Linked DNA regions of Mus musculus: all the other regions are linked to region 2. Evidence: chromatin contacts called from public Hi-C and HiChIP or PLAC-seq data. All regions are on one chromosome and are shown on one strand. Each heading gives the region's core, a stretch centred on a gene start, on an enhancer-like site or on the middle of the called end of the contact. The rest is flanking DNA. Distances are from core to core; before and after follow the strand shown. Region 1 overlaps Gm46361 (a long non-coding RNA gene). Region 2 overlaps Rad51b (RAD51 paralog B). Region 3 overlaps Rad51b (RAD51 paralog B). Region 4 overlaps Gm51985 (a long non-coding RNA gene). Region 5 has its middle 33 kb from the start of 4933435C09Rik. Region 6 overlaps Gm46361 (a long non-coding RNA gene).

What was found. A called contact is a pair of places that touch in the nucleus more often than the background predicts. HiChIP or PLAC-seq counts read pairs in DNA pulled down with a chosen protein or histone mark.
Region 1: an H3K27ac HiChIP or PLAC-seq map of heart atrium shows a contact between it and region 2, with 5 read pairs. The contact joins two enhancer-like sites. A contact is called at or near these places in 1 of 15 datasets of contacts at CTCF or cohesin (large pre-B cells), 3 of 484 Hi-C or Micro-C datasets (Th17 cells, cerebral cortex and muscle stem cells), 6 of 115 datasets of contacts at active chromatin or transcription factors (astrocytes, bone marrow-derived dendritic cells, embryonic stem cells and 3 more) and 1 of 9 other capture datasets (embryonic stem cells).
Region 3: a Hi-C map of uterus shows a contact between it and region 2, with 4 times the contacts expected there. The contact joins two enhancer-like sites. A contact is called at or near these places in 2 of 484 Hi-C or Micro-C datasets (both in uterus) and 2 of 115 datasets of contacts at active chromatin or transcription factors (astrocytes and fibro-adipogenic progenitors).
Region 4: a Hi-C map of uterus shows a contact between it and region 2, with 4 times the contacts expected there. The contact joins two enhancer-like sites. A contact is called at or near these places in 1 of 15 datasets of contacts at CTCF or cohesin (large pre-B cells), 5 of 484 Hi-C or Micro-C datasets (the 3T3-L1 cell line, the MNK3 cell line, Th17 cells and 2 more) and 4 of 115 datasets of contacts at active chromatin or transcription factors (astrocytes, embryonic stem cells, heart atrium and 1 more).
Region 5: an H3K27ac HiChIP or PLAC-seq map of heart atrium shows a contact between it and region 2, with 8 read pairs. The contact joins two enhancer-like sites. A contact is called at or near these places in 1 of 15 datasets of contacts at CTCF or cohesin (the NIH/3T3 cell line), 4 of 484 Hi-C or Micro-C datasets (the C2C12 cell line, Sertoli cells, frontal cortex and 1 more) and 6 of 115 datasets of contacts at active chromatin or transcription factors (heart atrium, large pre-B cells, neural progenitor cells and 3 more).
Region 6: an H3K27ac HiChIP or PLAC-seq map of heart atrium shows a contact between it and region 2, with 5 read pairs. The contact joins two enhancer-like sites. A contact is called at or near these places in 2 of 484 Hi-C or Micro-C datasets (muscle stem cells and uterus), 4 of 115 datasets of contacts at active chromatin or transcription factors (bone marrow-derived dendritic cells, embryonic basal ganglia, fibro-adipogenic progenitors and 1 more) and 1 of 9 other capture datasets (embryonic stem cells).

The regions. Positions count from the first base shown.
Region 1 is chr12:79,903,716-79,907,664 of GRCm38.p6, reverse strand. It overlaps Gm46361 (a long non-coding RNA gene), which reads right to left. Exons shown (of 2, transcript XR_001780641.1): 2 at 3,083-3,840. Among named protein-coding and RNA genes, the nearest start is that of Gm51985, 4.8 kb to the left of the region's middle. Within about 2 kb of position 2,649, at least 114 of the 459 cell types and tissues checked have an H3K27ac peak or open chromatin away from gene starts, as enhancers often do. A contact at or near this core is called in astrocytes and heart atrium, where this site is marked.
Region 2 is chr12:79,729,932-79,734,212 of GRCm38.p6, reverse strand. The region is part of intron 8 of Rad51b (RAD51 paralog B); the gene reads right to left. Among named protein-coding and RNA genes, the nearest start is that of Gm36048, 67 kb to the left of the region's middle. Within about 2 kb of position 1,317, at least 50 of the 459 cell types and tissues checked have an H3K27ac peak or open chromatin away from gene starts, as enhancers often do. A contact at or near this core is called in astrocytes, heart atrium, neural progenitor cells and 2 more, where this site is marked.
Region 3 is chr12:79,502,527-79,506,933 of GRCm38.p6, reverse strand. All of the region lies in intron 7 of Rad51b (RAD51 paralog B), which reads right to left. Among named protein-coding and RNA genes, the nearest start is that of Rad51b, 210 kb to the right of the region's middle. Within about 2 kb of position 2,878, at least 138 of the 459 cell types and tissues checked have an H3K27ac peak or open chromatin away from gene starts, as enhancers often do. A contact at or near this core is called in astrocytes and uterus, where this site is marked.
Region 4 is chr12:79,927,292-79,931,183 of GRCm38.p6, reverse strand. All of the region lies in intron 1 of Gm51985 (a long non-coding RNA gene), which reads right to left. The region is part of intron 2 of 9430078K24Rik (RIKEN cDNA 9430078K24 gene); the gene reads left to right. Among named protein-coding and RNA genes, the nearest start is that of 9430078K24Rik, 7.0 kb to the left of the region's middle. Within about 2 kb of position 1,908, at least 87 of the 459 cell types and tissues checked have an H3K27ac peak or open chromatin away from gene starts, as enhancers often do. A contact at or near this core is called in heart atrium and uterus, where this site is marked.
Region 5 is chr12:79,967,773-79,971,584 of GRCm38.p6, reverse strand. No RefSeq gene overlaps it. Among named protein-coding and RNA genes, the nearest start is that of 4933435C09Rik, 33 kb to the right of the region's middle. RefSeq lists an enhancer at 1-2,955. Within about 2 kb of position 1,509, at least 130 of the 459 cell types and tissues checked have an H3K27ac peak or open chromatin away from gene starts, as enhancers often do. A contact at or near this core is called in heart atrium, neural progenitor cells and oligodendrocyte precursor cells, where this site is marked.
Region 6 is chr12:79,885,803-79,890,141 of GRCm38.p6, reverse strand. The region is part of intron 1 of Gm46361 (a long non-coding RNA gene); the gene reads right to left. Among named protein-coding and RNA genes, the nearest start is that of Gm46362, 4.7 kb to the left of the region's middle. Within about 2 kb of position 2,456, at least 66 of the 459 cell types and tissues checked have an H3K27ac peak or open chromatin away from gene starts, as enhancers often do. A contact at or near this core is called in heart atrium, where this site is marked.

The DNA.
Region 1 (3,949 bases), core at 1,400-3,899, 170 kb before region 2:
AGAATCCAGCCCCTGGAAGCTGAATTTTATGACCCAGGCAACCACGGGCTCTCAGATCCTACTACTCGGTGGTTAAAGACTGAAGGGGGGAGATCTGAGTCCCACCCTTGCCCAGCAGTCAGTCACAGGAGTCCCGTGACTGATTTTTAAAGTTGTTTGGCATTGCCCTCTGAGTCTTCACCACCATACCCAGGGCTTTCTGCTTACCGTCATTTGTTATATTACAGGGATTTCAAAGATGGCCAAATTCAACATATGAGAAAGTCAAGGGCTAGTTCAAGGTTATGGCATGCCTGGAGTTTTACACTCAAGGACTGTGTAGGAGCTCCCCAGCAGAAATGCTTGCCTTTGACAGAATAAGGCCACTCTGCTCCCTGGGTTATAATGAGTCTTCCTTGGACTCCCGAACAAATGGCTCTGAAGTCACCTTTTGCTGGAGGAAACATGGTCCTTATAGGCGGGAACTAGAGTGGCCCCTGATAAGGCAGCGCATCCTGTCTGACTCCCCAGCCACACCCTCGCAGCTGGGCCAGCTGTGGTCTTTGCTGACTTCAAAGAAACTGCTTCCCTTGGATCTACATCAAGGACTTAAATGAGAAAAGGGTCCTCTGACCTTTCTAGTGAAGGATGGGACCACCTTTGTAGGGTGTGTGCGTGCGTGTGTGTATTTTTCCGGTCACTATTATGTTTTCACACACTGGATATAAAATATCTCAAAACAATCACCGGAAATAGTCTTTCACCTATGGCCAGAGACTGGAGTCTGGCCCAGTGTGGGAGAGGCTGTGCTCCCCTGTTGGAACCGGGGGCCATGTAAGCATACTAGCAAAGGTGGGTGGCCCAGGTTTCAAACTTTCATTCTGAGGTACCCTCCTCCAGGAGTGCATGGTTTCTGATTGGATATGGCTTCTTGCCCACCATCGTGTTCTCCTTGAGAAATGTCCACCTAGGAGAGAGACCTTGTTCTCAGACCCATAATCTGCCTTGTTCTCAAGGTTTTCCACTTCAGCTGCAACCCAACCTGACAATCAAGAGCATTCCAGGCCTGAAATCCAGCCCTATCCTGGTATCTTGAGAAGGTGCTTTGTGGTGGTTGTGGTCGGCCGTGTGGGGAGACAGTGGGATTTCCACCCATTCTGAGGTTAAGGCTGCTGGGTGCTGACCGTGGGAAGCTGACAGACTCTGTGGCAGTAAGGGCTGAAAATACTTCCCCAACCCACACCACCCTCAAGCCTTTAGGAAAGGGAGCAGATCCCACTCGGCCTTGCAGGCCTGAGCTGCAACACCAGGCTCAGCAGGCTCTGTTACCAGAAAGTGCTAACAGGGGCAGCCCAGGCCTCTGTGAGAGACCTCCCTTGAAAGGATCCTGGCCAGTCCTCTGGCCAATACCCACTGAGAGGCAGAGAACAACCACGAAGGAAGAAATGAGAAGCCTGAAGGTTTATAGGGAGGCTATTTGGCCCTACCCAGCCTCTCTGTGGGCTCTCTCAGCCACTATCCATAGAGCTTGAGGTTTAAAGAATGCAGGGAAGAGAGAACAGGCCCCAAACTGATTAGGACCCAACTTTCCAAACAGACACAGGTCACCCTCTTCCTGCCCCAAACACCAGGCAGAGCAAATGCTATTAATAACTGCAGCCTCTCTCCAGGCCACGAGGGCTGAGCCTGCTCCTCCAACTCGGCCAGCTGTTCTGAAACAGGTTTGGGAAAGTAATCTTTGGCACGTAATGAAAAGGGTGTGTAAGGGAGGGGGGTGCCCAAGAGTTCTCTATCAGGGCCAATATTATTTTTAATTGCCGAGAATCAGCCTGTGGCCGTTACTCAAGGCTGCAGAGACCGGGTTTGCCAGGGATCGGAAACCAACTTCAAGAGGAGTTGAAAAGCTCATTCCAAAGACTGTTCATTACTGAGCTGTGGCTTCTTGTGGAAAATCAGGTTATGTCTTGACGTTTGTACAATCCATTCTCCATGCCACCTCTCTCCCCCCTGTATCCCGCCGAGAGAGTGAGCGAGCAGTGAATTTGAGTTATCTGGGAATTTTAGTGTCTGACCCCCCCCCACAACCTCCACCCCACCCAAAGCATGACCGATGGCCCATTTTTCAAGCCAAATCTTGCCCCATGTAGGCAGCTGTCATGGAACCACAGAAAGTACTTGAAGGAGCACAAGCAATGGCTGGTTCTAATCTGGAGGGGGAAGAATATGAATTAACAAGGCAGTTCCTTATGGAAGAATGTTTTCTTTTCTTCAGCCTCAGCCTGCATATTTTCACAACATGTGTACTCTGTTACCTTGTCACTTCCCTGTTTTCTTTGGGTAAATAACTGGGCTCTGGACTTCAGGAAGAAAGAAAGAAACCCAGCCCAGGAGTGTCACTAAGGCAGGCCTGGCTAGCTGAACTAGCAGGGAGGAAGGAGTCTGTGCTGAGGGCCAAGGCAGCTTGTGCAGACTCAGTCTGGCCGGCCTAGCAGGGGCTGTTCACTGATCTCTACAGGTACTGGTGTGGGAGTGAGAGACCCGGGCACTGAACTGCCCAGCTGGGCCCTGTGCTTGGCAGACCTCAAGGCTGCAGGAAGTAAACAACTCTCCTTAGCTGAGTCAACTGTGAAGGCCTCTCTGAACCCAGCAGAGTCAACAAGGCTCACAAAGGCTCTTCTGCCAACTCTGCCCTTCCACTGGCCAGTGAGGCAGCAGGGATGAGAGAGGCCACTCTTGTGGTTCCCAGCAGTGAACCAGGGAGGAACTGGCAGGAGCCAGGGCCTTCTGTGGAACATGGGATAGGCTCTTCCTCCAGATCGAGAAAGTGTTTGGATGTGTTGGTGATGGAGTCCCGTGCAGATGTCCAAAGGCTTCTGTTCTTGTCTTCCAGGGATGCTGGGCTTTTCACTTGAACATTCCCCTGTGGTGTCTGTCACCTACTCCAGAAGAGGTAGAAAATAAATAAATAAATAAATAAATAAATAACCACTGGGCCACTAACTGGATGTCTTTCAAAGTTGCACTATTAAAGAAGGCATGAGATGATCCGTTGTGGGTTCCTTTAATGAGTGAAGATCTTTTCATTATAGAGCAGCAATGACTCTTTTTGATTTTGATTACATTTTTATTTCTTCATCTGTGCACGTGTGGGCACACATATAGGCGGTGGTCAGGAGACAGCTTGCAGAAGTCAGTTCACTCCTTCCACCACTGGGTCCCAGTGAGTCAAAGTTGGGGTGGTCAGGCTTTGTGCAAACCCCTAATCCACCCAGCTACTTCACCAGCTGAGTAACAGCAACTCTTACTTACTCAGCTCTTCACCACTGATAGTCAGAGAAGAAAATCAGAATTAGAAATGATGGATGACTCACGCCTATAATTGCAACACTTGGGTGACTGAGGCAGGAGAATTATGACTTTCAATCCGACCTGGGGTACATAGCAAGGTCTTGTGTTCCCCCCGCAAAAAATTAAACAGAATATAGAACCAATAAAATAATACTATCTTATTGCTCTTGATATTATATAGCATGTAAAAGAAGTTAAGTTTGCCATGTGTCACAGCATGCTTGCAGGAGAAACTGAGGCATACCTATTCAGAGACTGAGACTCTCATAAAGTCCAACAGTGGGCTTGGGAAAGGAAGGGTTAACTGGCTGTTGTCTGGGTGGCTGCATACCTATGTTTCTTTTTTTTTTCCATCTGCTCAGGAGCCTTTGATTCCAACCTTGAAATTCCCTGTCTCACCTTGTAGATCACACAGCCCTCCAGCCTTCCTGGGACAGATCTTTGGAACTTTAAAGTTGAATTTTCGGTTGCAAAGGTCTGGTCCTCATCTGCTGAGCACCTCTTTATATATCCCTGGAGTGAGGCAAATGTCCACAGGAGGGGTCACTTTGATGCTCAGGATGATCAGGATGGTGACTTTGGAAGCCATGCCTATCCTAAATTGCAGACTGCAAGGGCTTGT
Region 2 (4,281 bases), core at 68-2,567:
AAGGTAGTCTCAGTTGATAAGGTTGATTAACAATGACTTATGATGCTCTGATTCTTTTTAAATCTTCATGGGTGTTTTTTTTTTCTGCATGTATGTTTATGCATTATGTGCATATAGTACATAAGGAGGCTGGAAGAAGGCATTTGATCCCTCAGAAATACAATATTAATTGGTTGTTAGCTATCATGTGGGTACTAAGAACTGAACCTGTGTCCTCTAGCAAAGCAAAGCAACCAGTGTTCTTAAACACTGATCCATATCTCCAGCCTTTGACCTTTGACACTCTCTCTCTCTCTCTCTCTCTCTCTCTCTCTCTCTCTGTGTGTGTGTGTGTGTGTGTTTAGGTATATGAGGCTGCATGTGTGTTATGGTACAAGCGGAGGGCTGAATATCCGTCCTTCCTTGTCTTCCTCCTTGTTTAAGGCAGGGTCTCTGTTCTCCTCTGTCTCAAATACCAGGCTCAGTGGCCCATGAGTTCCCAGCGATGCTCTTGTTTCCCAGGTCCATGTAGGAGCACCAGGATTACAGACAAGGGTTACAGTACCAGATTTCCACAGGCTCTAGAGGTTTGAACTCAGGTCCTCATGCTTATGTGGCAAGTTCTTTTCCCACTGAGTTATATCAGCCCAGCCCAATGCTCCAAATCTTAAAGGGAAAAGCAGCCTTTGTAAGAAACACACTCTTTACAGTTTCATGGAAAGTTTTGGCGAAGGAGCAAATATCTTGATTGTAAAAACAAAGGAAGCCCATGCATTGAGAGAGTTAAGCGTACTGTGGGGGGAAGAAAAAAAAAACTTAAAACGAAGATGTTTTGCTTTATAGAAAATTCTATTGATTCACGGAGTCCTTTTAAAAAAACAACTATTTGAGATTCCCATAATATACCGAGAAACCTCCAGAAAATGTTACATAAGTTTTAGAATCACCAATTTAAGAAACTTATTATTTATTTATTTTTTTCAGTGTCTTTCAACTGTAATTATACTGTCTTTATAATAATAATTAAAAAAAACTTTGGTGGTAAGAGTATAAAAATTTTAAAAATCTCATAGAACTTGCAGACCCCAAGTCCCAGAGCCCACAATTTGAGAAATATTGATTTTTGTCTCGCCTTTGCCTTTTATGGGTGAAGGAACAAATGACTCTCCTAACCACACAGATGGCTCTTAGCACAATCCAGCCAGAAAGCTAGGTCGCCCGGTTTCTAGAACAGTAGTTTTTCCTTCTTTAGACAAGGCCTCCTCTGTCTGCTACTCAGCTCACTATCTGTCCCAGACAGACACTGGCTTTGTACTAGTCCAGAGATGGGGAAACAGATGGAGGCAGCAGGTTTGAGGGGAAGTGCTGTGGGTGTGGCTGCCGTCACTGCAGCTGGGCCTGCATCCGAAGGGAAGGGTCTCCCATGGTCACATTCTACTGCGCATCTTTGAAACAAAGAAACGTTGGGTGGAAAACACAGGCAACTTTAGGAGGAAGCATTTCTGCCTAGCAAGTTTGGGCAGAAAGTTTGATGAACATGGTCCTGAGCTAAGAGCCAGAGAGGAGCTCCAGAGGGATGAGGTTATAATTCAGGGTGGCCAATTTAATCAGCTCATATTCATTAAACACCCACAAGCACGTGGTGCTTTACAGCTAACCCCTTCCCTCACGCAGAAGCATCCACAGGCCTGTTTTAATCGGGCCACCCTGTTCATGTTGGGAATCTAGCCAGAGTGTTAAAGCAACTGCTTCCCTTCCTAAGAAAACAGGGTAGACTTACTACCGCGAGTAAAGGGGGAAAGCCCCTAGTTTTGCATCCCATCCTAAAGCTGGGAAGGACACAGGGAATCTGTTTTCCAAGGTTGGTTTGTAAAATTCAGTGATATATTGATCCTTCCTCTTTCAGACTGGCAACATCCCATGCCATCTAATTCTAGGCTTTTTCCTGCAGTTTTCTTGGGTGGCATCCCTCTCTTTTATCTGAGCTGAACTTGAGCACTTATAAATATTCCCACAGAGGGACTGAAGCATTATGGCCCTTGAGTTACTTATAATTAGCCAATCAATGATTTTGAGCACTTCTGGCCCTTGGATAATGAACTCATTGCAAGTAAAGAAAGCTTGTTCTTACCGCTGGCTGTTTGAACTGCCAAGAATGTTTTCGGCCCCACTGATTTACCAAGCAACTTTTGATTACTGTCGGATGAGAGGACTGACTGAGGCTGCTGGGCTGAATCTCTCTAAGAGCTGGGGTTGGCAAACTTCTGGTAAGAGGTGGTCTCTGAAAGCTGGGGCGCCGTGCAGTGCATCATACAACGTACATCCCTGTCTGAGGTATTAGCAAGTGTTCTGGCTTTTCAAAAAAAAAAAAAATCTCCTGTACTTCTCTGCAGCATGTCCCCAACAGAGAACATTAGGTCATCAGGAAAGTCTGAAAGACTGTCCTGACACTAGGACATGATGCTAGTCTTCTCTTACATGATGCGATCGATCCACTGGTAAAGATCCCATGAAGCTTAGTGAAAGACTCCAGGTATTCAACTTATAACCTAGAACACAAAGTACAAAGTAGGTGCTCAACAAAATATTGTGCTCTTCGTAGTTTAAGGGTTAAGGTAGGTTCATGAAACAAAACCAGAGGCAGGATGGCTTCGAGTATCTCCAAAATTATGACCAGGGAAAACAGGTGTTACCGAGGCTTTTAGGTGAACAACCATAAAATAACAATACCCTTACAGTTTGTAAAACTCCGTAGGTTTCTCCAATAGCTCTGCAGTGGATATATATGAAATGAGCAGGTTTCTGTCTCTTTAGTTCAGGAGTAGCCAGGATCCCTCTATATTAAGAATCAGAACCTTGCCAATGTGTTGGAAGCATCATCTCACAACCTCCTCCCCCAACGTTAATCTTTTATTTTCAACTTGGTGACTTTCACTTAAGCCAGTGTCAACACTTCAGAAACCCTACCAGATTTATAGATTAAGACTCTCCAAGCCAATATAAGGCCCACAATTCTCTTGTGTTTCAGTTACCTAATGCCTTAAGTCATTCGACAAATGTTTACTAAGTGCCAGTTATATATGCCAAGCAAAGACACAAGGAGTAGAAAAACAGTCAGGAGTGAGACAGACCAGTCTTTATAATGGCAGGCACACAAGGGACTGTGAAAGGGCTTCTGTGGTGAAGTGGACGGTATTCTGGACATGTAACTGTGGGTCACATCCAGGGCTATACCTGAGGTCTGGGAAGATGTCCCCACGAAAGCACTATGGAGAGAGATAAAGGCACAATGACCTGAGTTATCAATGAGAAAACAAAACCATTGTTTAATTATTACAGTTTGTTTGCCAGACTCAAACCTTCCAAGTGTGTGTGTGTGTGTGTGTGTGTGTGTGTGTGTGTGGTGGTCTGCAAAGAAATGTGGAAGTTTGGAAAGCACTGCTCTAGTGGGGCACTGGAGGGTGTGGGCAGGGGGGCATTCAGTATTACTATCATACATGCACAGATCACAGAACACCCTTGAACTAGACAGGGTTCTGATTTGCCTTTCAGCCCTCTCCAGACAGAGACCGAAGCATTGTGCAAGTTTGAGGCTGGTTAGTGCTTCATAATAAAACTTTTTTTTTTTTTAAAGAAGGGGGACAGGCAGGGAAAAGACCCTCGAATCCTGTTTCTTGAAGTGCAACTTCCTGTTATCAGCCACAGCTCGGTGGGCTTTTAAGTACAGAGTATTAACTAGCTCTTGGTTGCTAAAGCAGCTTCATCTCCACTAACCTTTACACACTATGACTATGTCAGTTTTTCCAAGAAGGAGGAATGGATGGAAAGCCAGGCCACATCTTAATAAGGCCCTGGTGAGCTAATGGGTGTGATTATTTCATTGTCTCGGATTCATGCCAGCCTAGGCTCATCAGATACAGGCACAATCCAGGAGAAACATGACCTCACTCGTGACATGGGGCTGTGTGCACAGATGCCAGCAGGAATTTAGTGATCCCTCAGCGCAGGTAAAACTCAACTCTTTATGGTTGCAGCTAATGAGAAGCACACCAAAGTTACCTAAAACAGTAAAGCTAATATTGACATTAGCGTACTAGATATGTTGGGGTAAGGGAAGCCAGGAAAAACTGCTGAGACCATCTGTGCTAAGTGTGTCGCATCCATAATGAGGCACATATTTAAGATAAATTGCCATCTCTTTAAATGATTAAGTGCCAGATTTATGGAAAGCTGCAGCCCTACCAAGACCACAGGGTTGCTAAGTGGTCTAAGGCTATAAAGGTGAGACTCTCACAATTCTGG
Region 3 (4,407 bases), core at 1,629-4,128, 230 kb after region 2:
AATCGACGTTTGAGAATTTTTCTTCTGCAGGAAAGGTTTAGGGCTTAATGGAATGATCAACATAGCAGGCTCACCCGCTGGGTGAGTTTTCTGAGGGAGGTATCTGTTGTGTCTCAAATCTGTAGAAAACAAGAGTATCATGGAGACCTTGATTTGTGGTTGTTCTAAGATTCATCTGGCTTTCAGCATCCAGATGTGGTCTCTCAAGGCAGCAGTAGAACTTCTCCTAAGGCTTCGCCTTGCTGAAGTCAGGGGTGTGGTTAGCCTGATTGGCAAGCTTCTGGTGATCACTCAGGGGCCAGTGCTGACTCGGCACTTCTGCAAGACCTCTCTCCCAAAAAGCCTTGAAGGACACTATCAACATCAAGCCATCGGTAGTCATGACAACCATCTGAGTAAAGAGGTGCCAAATATTAGTTCAGGTGGGAGAACTGGTGGGTGGGTGAGGAGACTGTAAAGCCTGTTAGGAATAAGGCCGTGGGAGAGCTCACAGAGCATGGCCACCACACAGAGCACGGCCACCACACAGAACAGCCACTGTACATCAGACTTGCCCCAGCTCTGCCTAAGCTACATTAACCTGATGGTTTGTCCCAATCAGAAGAATATGAAAATGAGCATTTTGTTCATAGGCAAAGCTTTAAGGTATCAACAGAAAACAGGAATAGAAGCAGGGAATTACACAAAGGGCTGTTCTCTTAAGGGCTTTGATGAAACAATGAGGTTTTTCATTTCAGAATATACTTCTGCGAATGACATCTCATAGAAGGTTCAAGCTTTCTGTACTTCAGTTTCCTCACCTAAAAACTAAAATCAGAATATATTTCAGGCACTTGAAAATTTAATGAGTCATGCTTTATAGGTTTTTGATTTCTAATTTTTAATTTATATGTAAGAGCATTTTGCCTGTGTGTATGTATATGTGCCACGTGACTACCTGAAGCCCATATAGGCTAGAAGGAAGTGTCAGATGCCCTGGACCTGGAGTTACAGTTGGTTGTGAGCCACCATGTGGTTCTGGAAATCAAACACTGATACTCTAGAAGAGCAGCCAGTGCACTAAGCCATTGAGCCATCTCTCTAGGCCTGGACATAGAGATTTTTAAGAGAAGAACTCTACAGTGCATTTTTTTAAGTGCCTCTTTTGTAGTATATTACATGATTCTAGAGGATGCATCTCTTAGTTACTAGTATGTATAGTTTCAAAAAATAAGGATAAATGCCTGTGTTTTCAAGATGCTTCAAAAATAAAACTCCTCTAAATTATATAATTATTACTATAGTCATCATGCAGGAACAAGGGAAAAATTTAACACAACAGAGGCAATGTTTAGTAAATGTAGGTAAACTAATAATGAAGGCTACTCTGCCAATTTCTCTTTGATTTTTATGAAAAATATGAAAAGGTATTAGATATATTCCTTATGAAGGGAGAAGGTACAATTTTGGGGTTCATAAACTGCATTAAGCTATAAAACTCTATTTGCATGAGTCCACTTCAAGATTTTTTTTTCTGGTTTTGTTTCCTAGGGTTGTTTTGGGGATTGGTTGTGTTTGGTTTGGTTTGGTTTAAAGGCAAGATCTCCCGCTACAGCTCAGGCTGCCACTGGACCTTTGTTACTTCTCTGGACTACTTAAGGCTCTTGAGTATTACAGGCACCACACCTGGCTTAGGTTCTAAGTCTCAATTTCCAGGATCAATGGATTTTTTTTTTTGAGACAAGTTCTTGCTCAGGCTGACCTTGACTTTGAGATTCTCCTGCCTCACCGCTTGAAGTGCTAGGATTACAAGTGTGAGCCTTGAATAAAATTTAAAGGTGTTTTAACTATTATAGTTTAGTAACAAGAGACAGAGCCAATTAGAAATACATATTTGAACAGATGCTTTTGAACACAGATTAGGAAAGTTACCTCTAAAACTGAATTCTACAAATGATTCTCGTAAATTGGGATGGGAACAGGAAGAGAGAAGAAAAAGAATGAAAGAAAAGGAAGAGAAGAAAGAGGCTTGTAAGTCTAAAATATTTAAATCCCCCCCCAAAAGAGAAGTGGGGGGTAGTGGGTCTTTTCTTCTTGATGATAAAAGATTTAATGAGGTGCTAACCCTCATTAGGAAGATCCTAAGATCTGTGGGTAATGAGCCTGTTTTTAAGACACACTAATTTTGCTAAAAGCAGTTGCTGTTAAAAGCTGTTAAAGTATACAGAGAAGCAATGTAACAAACCAGCAAACTACACTTCTGATTTTTGTCATGCTACCAACCTATACTTATCCAGAAATGTTAACTGCCAGCCATCTTTTATCTAATGCAGATTTCATCCTTCACCACCCATCCTTTGCCACAGAAAGCAACAACGTCATTTGGAGTGGAAAACTCTGGGAAGAAAAAACCCAAGCCATGGAAAAAAATGTTCAACAGCAATCTGCCTCCAGCTCTGCAGATTATCAAGCTTGCCCTTGCCTCTTGGGTCTAGAAGCTAGACTTTTGTGCCCAGAATATGGCTGGATGAGGAAGGCAGTTTCAAATCACACCCTGAGGGCTAGGAACAGAACACTTAGTCTATAGTCTTCCAAAGAGGATTGAAGGCTGGACTATAGAGGCCCCTTTCTGATTGGCTCTTGGTGATGTCATGGCCATGTCTCCAGGGCCCAGGAAATTCACCATGACTAATGGAGCCCTCATTTGTGAATACACATTCCATCTCAGAGAAGCAGCAACAGTCTGAGTGTCAGGGCAACACAGATGGCCCAGTTAGGGAATGCCAGCCAGCCACGCACAGAGGGGCTCAGAAGTCCTGAAATAAGCTATTGGTTCATGTTCTCAGTAAACCCTCACCAACTACCTGGACACTGGTGGCCTGTACCTACTGAAGAACATGAACTCTAAACAGAAAAGCAATCACTGAGACAGGATCAATATCCTTCCAGACTTCTAGTGTATTACAGCAGGCATGGGCAATTTTTTTTCTGTAAAGAACCTGATACTATTAATTTTAGCCTCTATACCACACAATCTTTATTGAAACTAGTCATTCCTGTCAATAAGGCACAGAGACAGCAAGTGACAATATATAATAATGAAGCACAGTGCTGCTGAGATAAAACAGGACTTACAAAGTCCACCATCAGACTGGCTTTGGCCCATGAGCTATTATTTGCTGACCTGTGTTTTTATTAAATATTAACCCACCTCTTCCCTGCCACTTATGGGAACCAAGTACTCACAGATAAAGGTACAGTTACAGGAAAGCATATGAAAGAGTTTTCCACAACATGCCTCTCATGACATTCTACTAGGATATAAAGACGCTGGAGTGCTTCTCTGTAAACTTTGAGAATATCGATTCTAGAGATAAATGTTTGGGTATGAATGCTGCCCCTGTTATCATTCAGTATAAGGCCTTACATAGTTATGTTCCTCTAAGAGTGGGCTTTCTCATCTACAAAATAATAATCCAAGTTGTGCCTGCTAGTAGGGCTAGGCTGAAAGTTCACTGAGATAATGTTTGAGCGGAGCTCAGCATACTACCCAGGACACTTCAGCACTCAACAGTAACATGCTACGAATGTCAAGGTTAGTACAAGTGATCACAATTACCGCTCTTGACCGCCGATGCTCAAAGAGAAGCAGCATGGGACACTATAAATGCTAGAACACTCTGAACTTCTTTCCAAAGCCATTAATTCCTATTAATGCCATCATTACATTAATAGCTACACACAGTTTGACAATGAACATATAACTGAACTGTCCCTATATTAAACGACTGAGCTGTGAGCCGCCTGTTATCATCATGAGCAACATGATGATGAATGTCTCTGAACACATGCCTTTGAACGCTGATTCAGTTTTATATTTGGGGGCGAAGATGTAAATCTGCATATTTTAGAGAACTGTCTGTTGTCCTGCCAACTGGCTCTCCAGAAAGGCTGTGCTTGTTTCTGTTTCTACCATTCCTGTCAGGATCCAGTTCTTACCATTCTTGACAAGCCTACGACTACTTTATTTTAAAATTGGGGGAGGGGGGGGCGAGAATGAAAACCTGAACTCACTGAATGATTTGCACAAATTTAATAAAAAAGTTAAATGTTTTCTTTGGCCTACAAGTTTATGAGACATTTAATAATTATTTTGATTAAGGACAGATCTTTCCAGAGCCGTATGATTCATAAATATTATGATGATAATCCTACTTTATGATGAGAAAGCTGGAGGCCAGAAACCCACTATAGAAAGCCAAAGTACTCCAGACAAAGCAAAAGATATATGGGAACACAAACAAGAAATAAACTTTGCTCTGTGCAGGGCCACACAGAGTTCACCAGAACATGGCAGGCAAGACTGAGCTTTGCATAGAAGACAAAAATCAGTGTCTTCTTGCGAACACATCTGACTTTTCTTCCTTT
Region 4 (3,892 bases), core at 659-3,158, 200 kb before region 2:
CTGGTTGCCAGCTATTTACACCCAGATGTGAATTCCCCCTCTGTCCCATTAGACGTATGCACAGGTTTGCAAGTCCTGGTGTGGCTTTGGGTCTCTAAACGCTTGCTCAGTAGAACCAGAGCCCCATCCAGCAGCAGGATACCTCGGCAACAGGATGAACAATGCCTGATACAGCTGGTGTGCGGAGCCACCACGACACTGTTCCACTTGCCAAGGCTGGGTACTGGCATATGCCCAGGGAAGAGGTTAGATCCTGAGGGGTTCTAGGGCAGACATGAGTTTGACCATCCATGGGCTCTAGGATTAGGATGTCAATAGAGGTTTCTAGGAAGTGTCCATGTTGTGGGTGGGGGAATTCTGAAGGGATTTATTTGCTGACGAAAGAGCTAAGAGGCTGCTTTTGTTCCTCTTCAATGGTAGACAAGTATGAAGTAAAGTCAAAAGCCAGGCTGATGGAGGCTCTAGGCATGGCTGCTGTACAGCATGCTTCCCAGAATTCCTTCGGAATCTTATTCCAATATCCATTTCCCACTATCCCTATGTGCGACATCATGCTATTGGGAATCTGACCCATTTTGCAGTGTCTGCCTTCACCAAACAGACTCAAAAGGAGAAGATGATACAGTTCTGTCTCCAAAGCCTGGGCAAGCGAGAATCAGAGTTGTGCTGTGTTTAAATAGGAAGGGGAGGGGGGAGAAGGCCACGAGAAAAATGAGTGTGGTGGTATCATGGGAAAGAGCGAGACAGGAGGGTAGCCTCTTCGGGTGGGGGTTGTCACCTAATGAACACTTCACAGGGCTTGGCCTAGCCATCAGGGAAGGCTCTCTGTGGAAAAGGCATTGAAGATGGATATCCAAAAGATTTTTGTCCCACTTCTGCCCTCATAGTCAGCTTCAAGGTGGAGTGGACAGCCTGGGGCAGCTAGCTCCACACTATAGTATTCTAGAATGTGAGTCTTAAACAAAGGATACAGTAAAACACAGGTCTAACCCCAGCTAAGTACCCAGGTGAGTCAACATTTAGGACTCCAGGAAGAACTGCTTAGACTCTTGTGGGAGCCCAGACGAGAAATTCTGGTCTGCTTGTCAGTCTCGGCAGGTAATGAACAGCTCTCAGCCCGGGGCGTACACAAATCATGAGCCGAGGTCCTGGGATAGGTCACTCTAAGCCCTGCAGGGGAAGTGACTGGGAACATCCAGTCATGCCAGCAGGTGAGAGGGAATTACAGGTGTGATCTGAAGAGTGGTTGGGCTGGTTGCAAGCCTGCAACCTGCCCATGGAAAACTGGTTCCATTTGTAACAACTGTCAACTCCGCCCCCCACCCCCACCCCCCTTGAGCCCAGAGAGGTAGGCTAGCTAGACAGAGTTTGGGGGGAACTGTCAGTCTTGTTGACCTGCAGAAGCCTCCCCAGACTCTGATAGACAGTAGCGAGGCTCCTTATGCTTTATTGGAAGACAGGCATTAGGCCGGGATGGTTACAAACCTTCAGAACCAACATCAGAGTGGACACTCCAATCAGTCCTGCGGTAATCTAGGTGGGATGGACAGCAAAGAATACGAGGCATGGGTAGATGGGAAAGGAGACTTTGAAACACAATGTAACAATGTTGCTTCGATAGTAACATACACTGGGAACATAGACCTATGGAAGTCTCTCTCTCTCTGTGTGTGTGTCTGTCTGTGTGTGTGTGTGTGTGTGTGTGTGTGTAGAAGAGCTAAGAAAAAAAAGTTAAGAAAAAGAAGAAGAAACAACAACAACAGCAGCAAAAAACCTAAACCCAAACCTAGCCTTTTCTATCCCTGTAACCATTAGAAAGAAAATGAAGTCTAAATTGTGTTCAGAGCCGCTGGGACAGAGGAAGAGAGGCAAGAATGGAAAAAACAGGCCGTAAAGATGCCAGGACTCCTTAAGCAGAAACATCTGTTGAAGTCATAAGACTCAGGGCCGGTCAGGCTCCTAACAAACCCAGGAAGAGGAGAGTCTGCACTGGATCAGGATGCCCCTTGTGTCCTGCGCAGGCCCCTGGGACAGCATACGTGCAAGCAGAAGGGATACCTTCTCCAGAGCTCCACCTGGCCTGGCTCCTGGCAAGAGAGGAAAGAAGAGGGAGGAGCCTGGGGCAGCCAGGGGGCAGAGATGGCACGGCAGTTTGGAGTGTGTATTTATTTAAAGCTTTAGCTTACTGGGGCAGCCTGGGGAACCACATGTCTAAACTTCTGCAGCTGAAGGAGGGGGAAGGGAGGAGCTGCTGATCTCAGGAGCTGGGGGCTCTGTTTAATTTTTGCAAATTGTAGCACCTTCTCTTATTTGTGCCTTCAGCTTGAGCCAACTATCTCAGGCTTGCCCATTTTGACAGTTACCAAAATGGCAGGTCCCATCTCTCAACCAGATAATACTCTCTGTGCCACATTCCTGCTAAGTAGCACCTCATTTAACCCTCTGGCAAATGTGCCATTGCTGTTGGGGGGAAATTATATATATATATATGTATCGGTCTTCAGGAAGGTTCTTGTATGAATACTACATTCCAGAAGAAAACTGAGGCCAGACACTGTTAAGGGACTCCCAGGTCTCCCAGTCATACACTCCAAGAACCATCCAAGGAGCTGCCTCTCTGTCCTCCCATGAAATGAATGTGAAAAGCAGCAGCAGCCAAGCACTGCCGAGGGAACAGCTGTGCTCAATCAGCCCAGCATTCATGCAAACCTCGAGAGTCCGTCCCCCCCACCTCCCATCCCCTGTGGCTCATTCATCTATCTCTATGCTCCATATCATCTGCCTAGGTGTACAGATGGAACCACAGCCACAGAGCATGCCACCTCCTCAGGGAAACTACCAAGCCCCCCCACCCTCCCCCCAGCTCCACATACACACCACTGTCATGGCAACAACATCCTGCTGTCTCTCAAGGAAACACAGGTAGTGAACGAGATGAAAACCAGACCCCACTTTACTTGCTTGTGGGAAGTGGGGAAGGTTCTGGAAGACTCCATTGGGAAGGCTAGATTTGATTTCTCTTCTAGGAGCTTCCCCTTCAGGCTGGCCAGGCCTGGAACTTTCATCGACATAGCTATGTTGTCTACATTAGACAGCTCCCTGGGACCCATATTTCACATTGAGATGAAAGTATACATGGGTACAGTTGGAAACAGGGTTCATGACTAGGGGGCTAATAATACTCACAGACAGCACACAAATGTGACAGCTAGAGGAAAAGCTGAAACCCCAACATCAGGGTAGGAAAGGCTACTACTATTAATGGTCCTTGAACAATTCTGGGATGCTATCATTCATGAGGTTGGGGCCTGCCGGTGTGGGTCCCCTGCCTCCATCAACCCCACGGGGTAGGTAGTATCACACCTACCCTAAAGAGAGGGAGCTGCAGGCAGAGGGCTCACTTCTCCTTCTGCCACATATTGCCAAGTGCAAAACTGGAACCAAAATCTGTAAGGCTCTTTTCTGAGTACCACTGTATCACAGACTGTGATGTGTGTTATGGTACCTAGTGGGCCCCTGCAAGCTCACTCCCTGATCCAGTGGGGTCTGTGGTTCTTCATGGAACAAGCAGGAGGCAGACTCCAGGACCCTACCATCTTCTTTAACACTCCACTCTGACAGCCATTTGGGTTGGTGTCACTCTTTCTCTGGAGTAAAGCTTTCCCACCAGGATCTAGGATGGACCAAGGAGCCCACAGCATGCAGTTGGTCCCACATGGTCTCACTTGGCTGCCTGTTAAACCCCAACACTGGGACTGAGTCACAGATGCCAGCAGGGACCTCTTCAGTGAGGATCAGAAGGCCATGACAGGAGACAGCTGCACCCTGGGGGCTCGGATAAGACTTTGATATGATTTTGTTATCTCAGGAGATGGATGTGATGAAATCTCTT
Region 5 (3,812 bases), core at 260-2,759, 240 kb before region 2:
CAGCCCTCTGGTCTTACTAGGGACCTCCTGCCTGCTCTGTCCATCTCTCTTCATTGCAAAAGCTTCACTATTACCAATGTTTATAACTCTACTGAGGATCCCAAACCCAGATTCCCACCTTGATGTAGGAATTCCCTCTGCCCACCTGCATCCCTGTTCAGGGCCCTGACCAGTAATGTCTGCCAGGATGGTAGGGGAGGGGCATTTTCCAGGTTGAGGGTTTTCTCTGGGTCTGTTAGGGCCTGGAGACGCAGGGAAGCTTGCAATCCCAGGCCTGGGGGAGGGCAGGTAATATGAACTCCCAAGAGAAAGGGATCTGGGGCAGAGGAGAGAGGGAGGGGAGAAGGCTGGCTTTCCAGCATGTTCTCTATACCCTGGTATCGAGAGGCACTCCATCCTTCATTCCTCTGGCGCTACTGCTCCTGCATAGCTGTGCTGACTCACAGTGGACATCAAGGTTCACAAGTGACTGTTCCCAGCGCTGGGGCAACTTCCAAACTGGGTCATGGTAACCAATGGTAACCGGAAGAATAGCCTATAGAGTCTGAGTGTCCCCATAGCTCTCTCTACAGACAGAGTAAGTAAATTTTACCAAGAAGGGAAACTGAGGCTCAGAGAGGCTGAGAGGTTGCCTGAGTCTGCATACGCAATAAGCGCTGCTGCGGCCAGTTGTCAAACCCTGAAGGTCAAACCTCAGAGTCACAATCTTGATGCAGAGAGGGGCCCCGACAGACACTCAGTGACTATTTCCTGTCTTCAGCAGCTTTGGTCAGTGGCGGGGAATCAGAAAGGCACTTGCCCAGACTCTCCCAGCCCTCACGTTGGACAGCCTCAAGTTAATGTGGACAGTTGTGCCTGACTGTCAAGCAAGCCAGTCTGAGCTGGATTCCATACTTTACTTGCTGAACAATCCAAGCCTACTGCTCTCTGAACAGCCCTGGCCAGGAAGAGACCACCCCTGGATCCGGAGTCCGGCGCATGGCAGGGGGAGTAGGAAGAGCTGAGGAGGGAGTGTGGGGCCCCAGAGTTCCAGCGGTGGGTTTCCCTGCTTCAGGCTTGCCCTGGCCAATGGTCTTGCTTTCAGGCTTCTCTGTGCTCTGAGCACATCTAAACATTTGGAGAAAAACAAGAAAGTGAACAATAGGCGCTTGTGGGCTGGAGAACAGGGCTGACTTCCCCCTGGGACCCGGGCGCTGTTCGTAAGCTGCCCCAGCTGCACTCTCACGGTTGGGATGTCACTGGGGCCTGGCTGAATTACAGCCTTGTCCTCCATGGGGCCTGCTACCAACTCCTTTCATACCCGGGGAATGCAAATGTTGGTAGGGGGATCTGGAGCTGTGTAGAGACAGAAAGCTTGCTTTCCTGCCTGGAATTTGGGAAATCAGACAAAAGAACACACACACATACACATACCCCTATTTGGCATGGAAGCTCTGCCAAGCCATGCCCTGACAGTTGTGTCCTAACCAGAGAAGTTTGCCCCACAGGAAAAAAACCAAAACCCCAGCTCTCTATCAAGTGGACTCTGGGCACAGCCCCAAGAAGCTCAGAGTCCACAGGACCTAGAGACAGAATTCCTAATGTGTGCCAGAGCAGTTTCACCAGGAGGTGGTAGCAAAAGTACCCCCATTAGTTATAGCACTGAGGGAGGTGGGCCAAAGGTGCTCTTCTGAGCTGGCTCCTCTGAGGTTTTTAAGACTGTTGCTTCTCACCATTACAGCCTAAGCCACAGGGAATGAGAATGTAGTCAAAGTATCAAGATTAGAACAGAGAAGAACAAAACAGAGCCCAGACCCCCTCTCAGCTAGGGCTGACCAGTGGTATCATTCATACCCAGTAAGTAGGGCTAAGTTTCCCTGTCAAGAGTTCCTCACCTTTGTTCCCAGGACTGGAGGCGGCTTTGAGCAGTGTCCCGTCTGGGTGGCATCCCTGGAACAGGTCTCAGGCCCTGGTGTTTTTGAAGTAGCTGCCCAGACATCCCATCATAGGCTCAGGAGGGTGAATAGCCCTTCTACTCACCCCTCCCACTCCCCAACAATGTTCTGGATCTGAGAGCACTTCTGGGTTGTTTGTGCCCAAGGACAGGAGGAATTTGGCAAGAAGTCTGTGGTTGGAGGACAGTGCATTTACTTTGTGAAAGGATGAGTGAAGGACCATTCGGGGAAGTAGGGAGCACTGTTGTCAGAGTTGGGACTGGAGAGATTAGAATGGGTCAGAGGACTCCTATGAAGGACATGAGTAACAAAATGGGGGGTTCAGAACAAATGGGTTGACCTCTGGAGAGCAAAGGCAAGGCTTTAGTGTCTAAGAACTTCAAAATGGCTGTTAGGTCCCGCTAGATATGTGGTTCCTCCTCTTTCCTGCCCTAAATAGTTTTGGAGACAGAATCGTCTTTTTTTTTTTTTGAACTTTTATGAGTGTCTGTTTGTCTGTCTATATGTATGCACATCACAGGAGTCCCTGTGGAGGGCAGGAGGACTCTTGGGAATTGGTGTTATGAACAGCTGTAAGCTACCACGGGGTAGCTTACCCAAGCCAGGTCCTTTGCAAGAGCAGCAGTGTTCTTAACTTGAGCCACTGCTCCAACAGTGAGACAGTGTTTTTATGCAGCCCAGGCTGACCTCAAATTCTCATTCTCCTCCGTCTGTCTCCAGAGTGCTGAGATTAATGGACTACATTATCACCATACCTGCTCTTAGTCTACTTGTTGGTCACCTGGGACTGTGAAACCTTCGTAGTCTCTGCACTTCTCCTGCACTTCTCTGCACTGTTCCTTTCAGCACATTAACATGAGGCTTTGTTCCTTGTTAGGGAGCTGGGCTGAGTCCCACAGGGGCAGTGTCTCTAGGCACCCTGATCTTCTTGTATTCACTGCTCTCTTGAAAGTTCACTCATCTAACAAGAAGGAGGTAAGCAAGCAGCCTGTATGCATGCTTGAAGGGGACACTCTGTTCCTTGGAAGTAAAATAGCATTACCATTGCTTTTTTTTTTTTTTTTTTTGATTCACAATCTCTTGTATCTTTTCCACCAAGCCTCCCAAAATTTCTATTAAATCAGTGCAGCCTTAAAACTGAGCAAATACAGTAATTTCACTTGCCTTGGAGACACAATCTTTGACCGTGTATGTCCACAGTTTCATGTGGGCTTTCCCAGTGTATTCTTTCCCCTTCACAATTGAACACACAGTTGTCTGGCTTAAATCAAGAGAGCATCTGAGTTAGGCTAACTATTCCCCACTCTTGGCGTTGCCTAATGACTTCCATCTTTGTTTAAGTTACATTAGGTTTGTGAGACCTGCCCTTTTTTATCACCAACATCAGTACTTCAAGTTTCCATTTCCATTCATTCTTATGAAAGAACTCAGGTCAAAATGCAATGAAAATATTCCAAGACTCACACAAGCACCACTGAACGGGCAGCAGGTGATGCTGCAGAAATGGAATTGTTGCTTGGCAGGATGCAGCACCGTGGATGCCTCAAGCACTTGTTCACCGGCCAACCTGGGACAGTCTGAAACCAGAGCTTGTCCCAAGAGCTTGGGATGGTGTTATATAAGTCAAAGGGAAACATACGTCTCTGCCAGAGTCAGAGGTCGAAGCCAAAGGCGACTAGAATGATCTCATCTTAGGAAGCACAACAGGTGTAAATCCTGGCACCTCTCGTTTACTTGGGCAAACATTGCCATGCAATGAAGCTGTGGGTGAGGGTTGCTTCCTACAGCAGGGTGCCCTGTGCACATGCCCATACACCTTCCAGCATTCCTGAGTTTGGGGATGCATGAAAAAAGTGGGTCGGAGGACCCAGCACCCTG
Region 6 (4,339 bases), core at 1,207-3,706, 150 kb before region 2:
AGATGGTCTGGATGTGGCAGGGGTTTCTGAGGAAGGGGGCTAGCCTAAGGAGAGACCTAGATCAGCATTAACATGAGGACTAACCCCAGCATCTAAAACTCTGAAACCTGGACCCAGACCTCTATATATGGGCTGTTCACCTATCTAGTCCATGAGTGCTGTTCTTGGTAAGAGGTAGTAAGAGACAGGAGCTAATGGTGTGGTCAAGCTAAGGCCTTCCCTACATAGGTAGGACATTCAGCACTCATCCACATCTAGAAATGGTAGGTGACGTAAGTAAGTCCTGATGGACACAGCTCGCTTGTCTCATGGCCCAGTATCCCTAAGTGCTCCCCAGTAAGAGTAACCTGCTAAGAACTGGGCAGACTGCTTACCCAGAGTGACAGCTCCTATACCCACTGACCTTTGCCCTGACCTGTTGTCAACAGTAGCTGGAAGTCCTCCTTTTTCCTCCTCCTACCTCTTAGATCTCTCCCTCTGTCTCCTCCCCAGCGTCTTTTGCTGCTGCCGCATCAAATGGTGTCTTCTCTAGGTTTGGGCTTCTGTTTGCTCTTTCAGATATGTTTGTTCTGCTTGAGTGACCTTATTACTCTGCTGGCTTCACTTACCACCCATGCTCTACGATCTCAGGCCCAGCCATCTTCCTGAATTTCCCACATGTATTTCCAAATGCCTACAGGACACTTCGAGCTGGGCATTGTGTGGTTCTCTCCAATCACACATGTCTAAAGCATATTGGTTATCATGACCCTGCCTCCTATGACAATCGCCTCACATGTTCCTCCCCTGTCTCTTTTATGTCAGTTGACAAAATTGCTATCCCACAGATACCCAAATGGAAAACTTAAAACCACTCTTGATCTTCCCTCTCTCACTGACATCTGCCCTTTCCATCTGTGCCAACATCAACCTGAATGTGACACACACACACACACACACACACACACACACACACACACACACACACCGGCTATGGCAGATTCCCTCTGGGATCTGGCCACTCTTGGTTCTCTCTCTACTCTACAAATGGGAGACAACTGTTCAAACACAGTAGCTGTTTGTGCTAGTCTTTGTGTTCAGAACTGGTATGGGTGGGGTGTTTGGTGTTTTATCTGTGAACTGGATGTGTGCCTAGCTAGTGCTCACAGAAGCCAGAAGAGGGAGTTGGATTCCATGGAACTGGAGTTACAGGCCCATGTAAGCTACCTTGTGGGTACTAAGACTCAAACTCGAGTCATCTTGTAAAACAGACAGTGCTCTTAACCTCTGAGCCATCTCTCCAGCTCCACAGACAGTTTCATGACCTCAGACCCGCTCTAGAACCACGGATGACCTTTGAATTTCTGATTATCTTGCTTCTATCTCCACCCCAAACCCGGGGGTTATATGTGTGCTTGCACCACACATGGTTTCTGCCGAGCTGGGAATTCAACACAGGTCCTCATACGTGCTAGGCAAGCACTCTACCTACTAAGCCACATGAGCCCTTTCCTTGCAATCCTTTTTTATATTCCATATTCCACTTCATGTTGAACCCCAAGCCTATCTAAATAACAAATGGATAATTGATATTTTGGAAATCAATGTGGGGTCCTTAAAGGAGAATAAAGACCTTAGGGATGACCCCTTCTGTCCTCATGTTTACTCTGGTGGCTCCTCTTCTCAAATCTCCAGTGTTTCTCACACTGTTTCTGCCCCAGGTGTCTCCTGTCCAGATACATAGACAAGACACCAAGGGCAAGGGCATTCTGGTTCCATTCCAAGACAATGACTGGCACACAGTAGGGCCCTGAAACAGGCCAGCTGACTGTCAGGGGCATGAGGCAAGGGGAAGTGGCCGTTTGCTGCTACCATATCCAGTGGCCAAGCTGTTTGGATGGAAAAGGGCTTCACTGACAAGTGTGGAGCTGGACGCACACACCTCTTGCTCAAGAAAAACAGCTTTGTCCCCGTGTCTTGCCCTTTAAAATACCCCATGTACAGCCAAAGAAGAGAACCAAGAGCCAGACACATGCCCGTGGGATCTGATGGTCAATGGTCTGCTCTTATCATCCTGAGCAGAAAGTCAGCGGGCTAGAGCCAGTCCTAAGACTTGGCTTCTCCTTTCAAATGATCTGTGCAGACCCAATTCTATTTCTATCCCAACAACAAGGTATTTATTTCTTTTTCAAGGATCTCAAGTGAAGCCTAGCTTCTCAGTTGTTCCCACATCCCGTTCCTGGAATTCCCTAATTTCTATTCCCTGAGACAAGAATAATTGAATACAGGGCTTTGTTGGTCTTTGGCAAAGCACTTAGAATCGCTGCTGGCTTTGGCAGGATGGGGGCAAGGTGGACAGGTAACCAACCGTAAGAAATTCCAATAAAAATTCTGAGTAAAGGTACGCTTCAAATTAAGAGTTAGATTTTGTGTGTATGAGAGAGAGTTGTTTCAGGCTAGGTGCCTGCTCTCGGAACGTTCTGGGCATGTGCCAGTGTGCTTGGCGTCCCCTGTCATTGTTGACTCTTGCAAATTTCACACATGCTCACCTCATCTTCCTTTCTTTTTACAATCTCCCCAGAAAGCACCCCACCTCTGACCTGAGCATTTCATTAGTCCTCCCTCCTTAGAGGCCATTTGGGATTTTTCTTGACAGTCGTTTTATTCACTCTGGCTCAGACCTGCCAGCCCAGCTTTTCTCAGCCAAGCCTCCAAAGGAAACATGATCTGCTTGCTGCGTCAGATCACTTGGAAATAGATACGACTGGCTTGGAGTCACTCCACGCAGGGCTGTAAAATTGCTCTCCTCCTTCTAAGTGGGTTGGGTCAAGCCCAAGCTGAGGCAAGAGGTTTCCAAGGAACACGGAGCACAGGCTGTAGTAAGTGGCAGTGATGGAGACAGTGGCTCGCTCACTTTGGAGTCAGTATTAACCTTCCATTGTGAAGGGTGACCTTCATGGTCAAGCACAAGCAAGACACTGGGGTCTTTGCTGGGGTGCCTGAATCATTTTACAAGGGTGATGAGGATTCAGGCTTGCTGTGAATCTCTTCATTCAAGCCAAGTTCTAGTGTAAAGTTTTGCTATTTCCAAGAAGGTTAGTCGATTTGATTTCAAGATGTATGTGTCTTGTGCAAAGTTTGTTAAGGTATCTACTCTTCTATTGGGCCACACTAACAAATACCATCAAAGTTCTGATACTCTTTCCAAGGTTTCCTTGGAATTCCAAATAGGATTAAAATACTGCTTGGCTCCTCTTTTCTTGTTCATTTTAAATTGTATTTTATATGTCTGGATGGTTTGCCTGCATGTATGTACACCATGTACACAGAATAAGAAGGCCAGAAGACAGCATTGGATGCCCCCAGGAACTAGAATTATAGGCGTTGTGAGCCATGATGTAGGTGCTGGAACTTAAATCCAGCCCTCTGGAAGAACAACAAGTTCTCTTAACTGAAGAGCCGTTTCCAGCCCCTGGCTTCCTTTCTCACTGCTGTTTCATTCTGATGCCTGGGAGTCAGCCTGGTCTAATGAGTAGGGCTCTTAGGTGGGAGTCCCAGGTCTCAGCAATGCCAATCAAAGCAAGTCCTTTAATGTGCGTCAATTGCCTCATCTATGAAATGTGATTTGTGCTAAGTGCTTTGACCATCACAGAGCACTGTATAAAGACAGGGAAGGGTTGCTCTCAGCTGTAGCTATGGGATTGAAAACAAGGTTTTCTGGGGGTTTTATGGAAGCTGTGAGTTAAAACATGACAGGCAGACAAACATGACAGGCCAGAAGGCAGGACGATGACTATCCCATTAGAAACACGCTGCAAACTCTCTAAGCTCATCTGTCAGGATTTTCATATAACCTTTCATTTTAAACAATAGAATTAAGTTACTAAATCTCATGCCTGGTAAAATAATTTGCCCCTGCCCCCTTTTTTTCCTGCCAGGGACACAGAAACAATTCTCGTTGCTTAATTATTTTCTGGAATGATAAGGCACTCACTGACAGATCGAAGAAATGATTCCATCTGAGTCTATCCTGGTAAAGCAAGGTATTGGGGTTACAAGAGCACATGAAGTGGCCTCCATGCAAAGGGGAGGACTTTAAGTAGGGATGTAAAGTGGGAGGCATGCGAAGCGGGGAATTGGGAGCAGAGGAAAGGGGTAGACAGAATCTCTGGGATTGGTCTGGTTATCTGTCCCTTCTCCTAGTGAATCTTTAACGGCCTCATTCCTGTTTCTATAGACCTTGCTACCATTATATCTGCTCTGAAATGTGTGACAGTCTCGCCAAGGCCTGAGGAAGCTGTTTCTCTGCGGCTGTTTTGGTATTCAACCACTTGCCTTTGCCAAACAGCTTCTCAGTCCT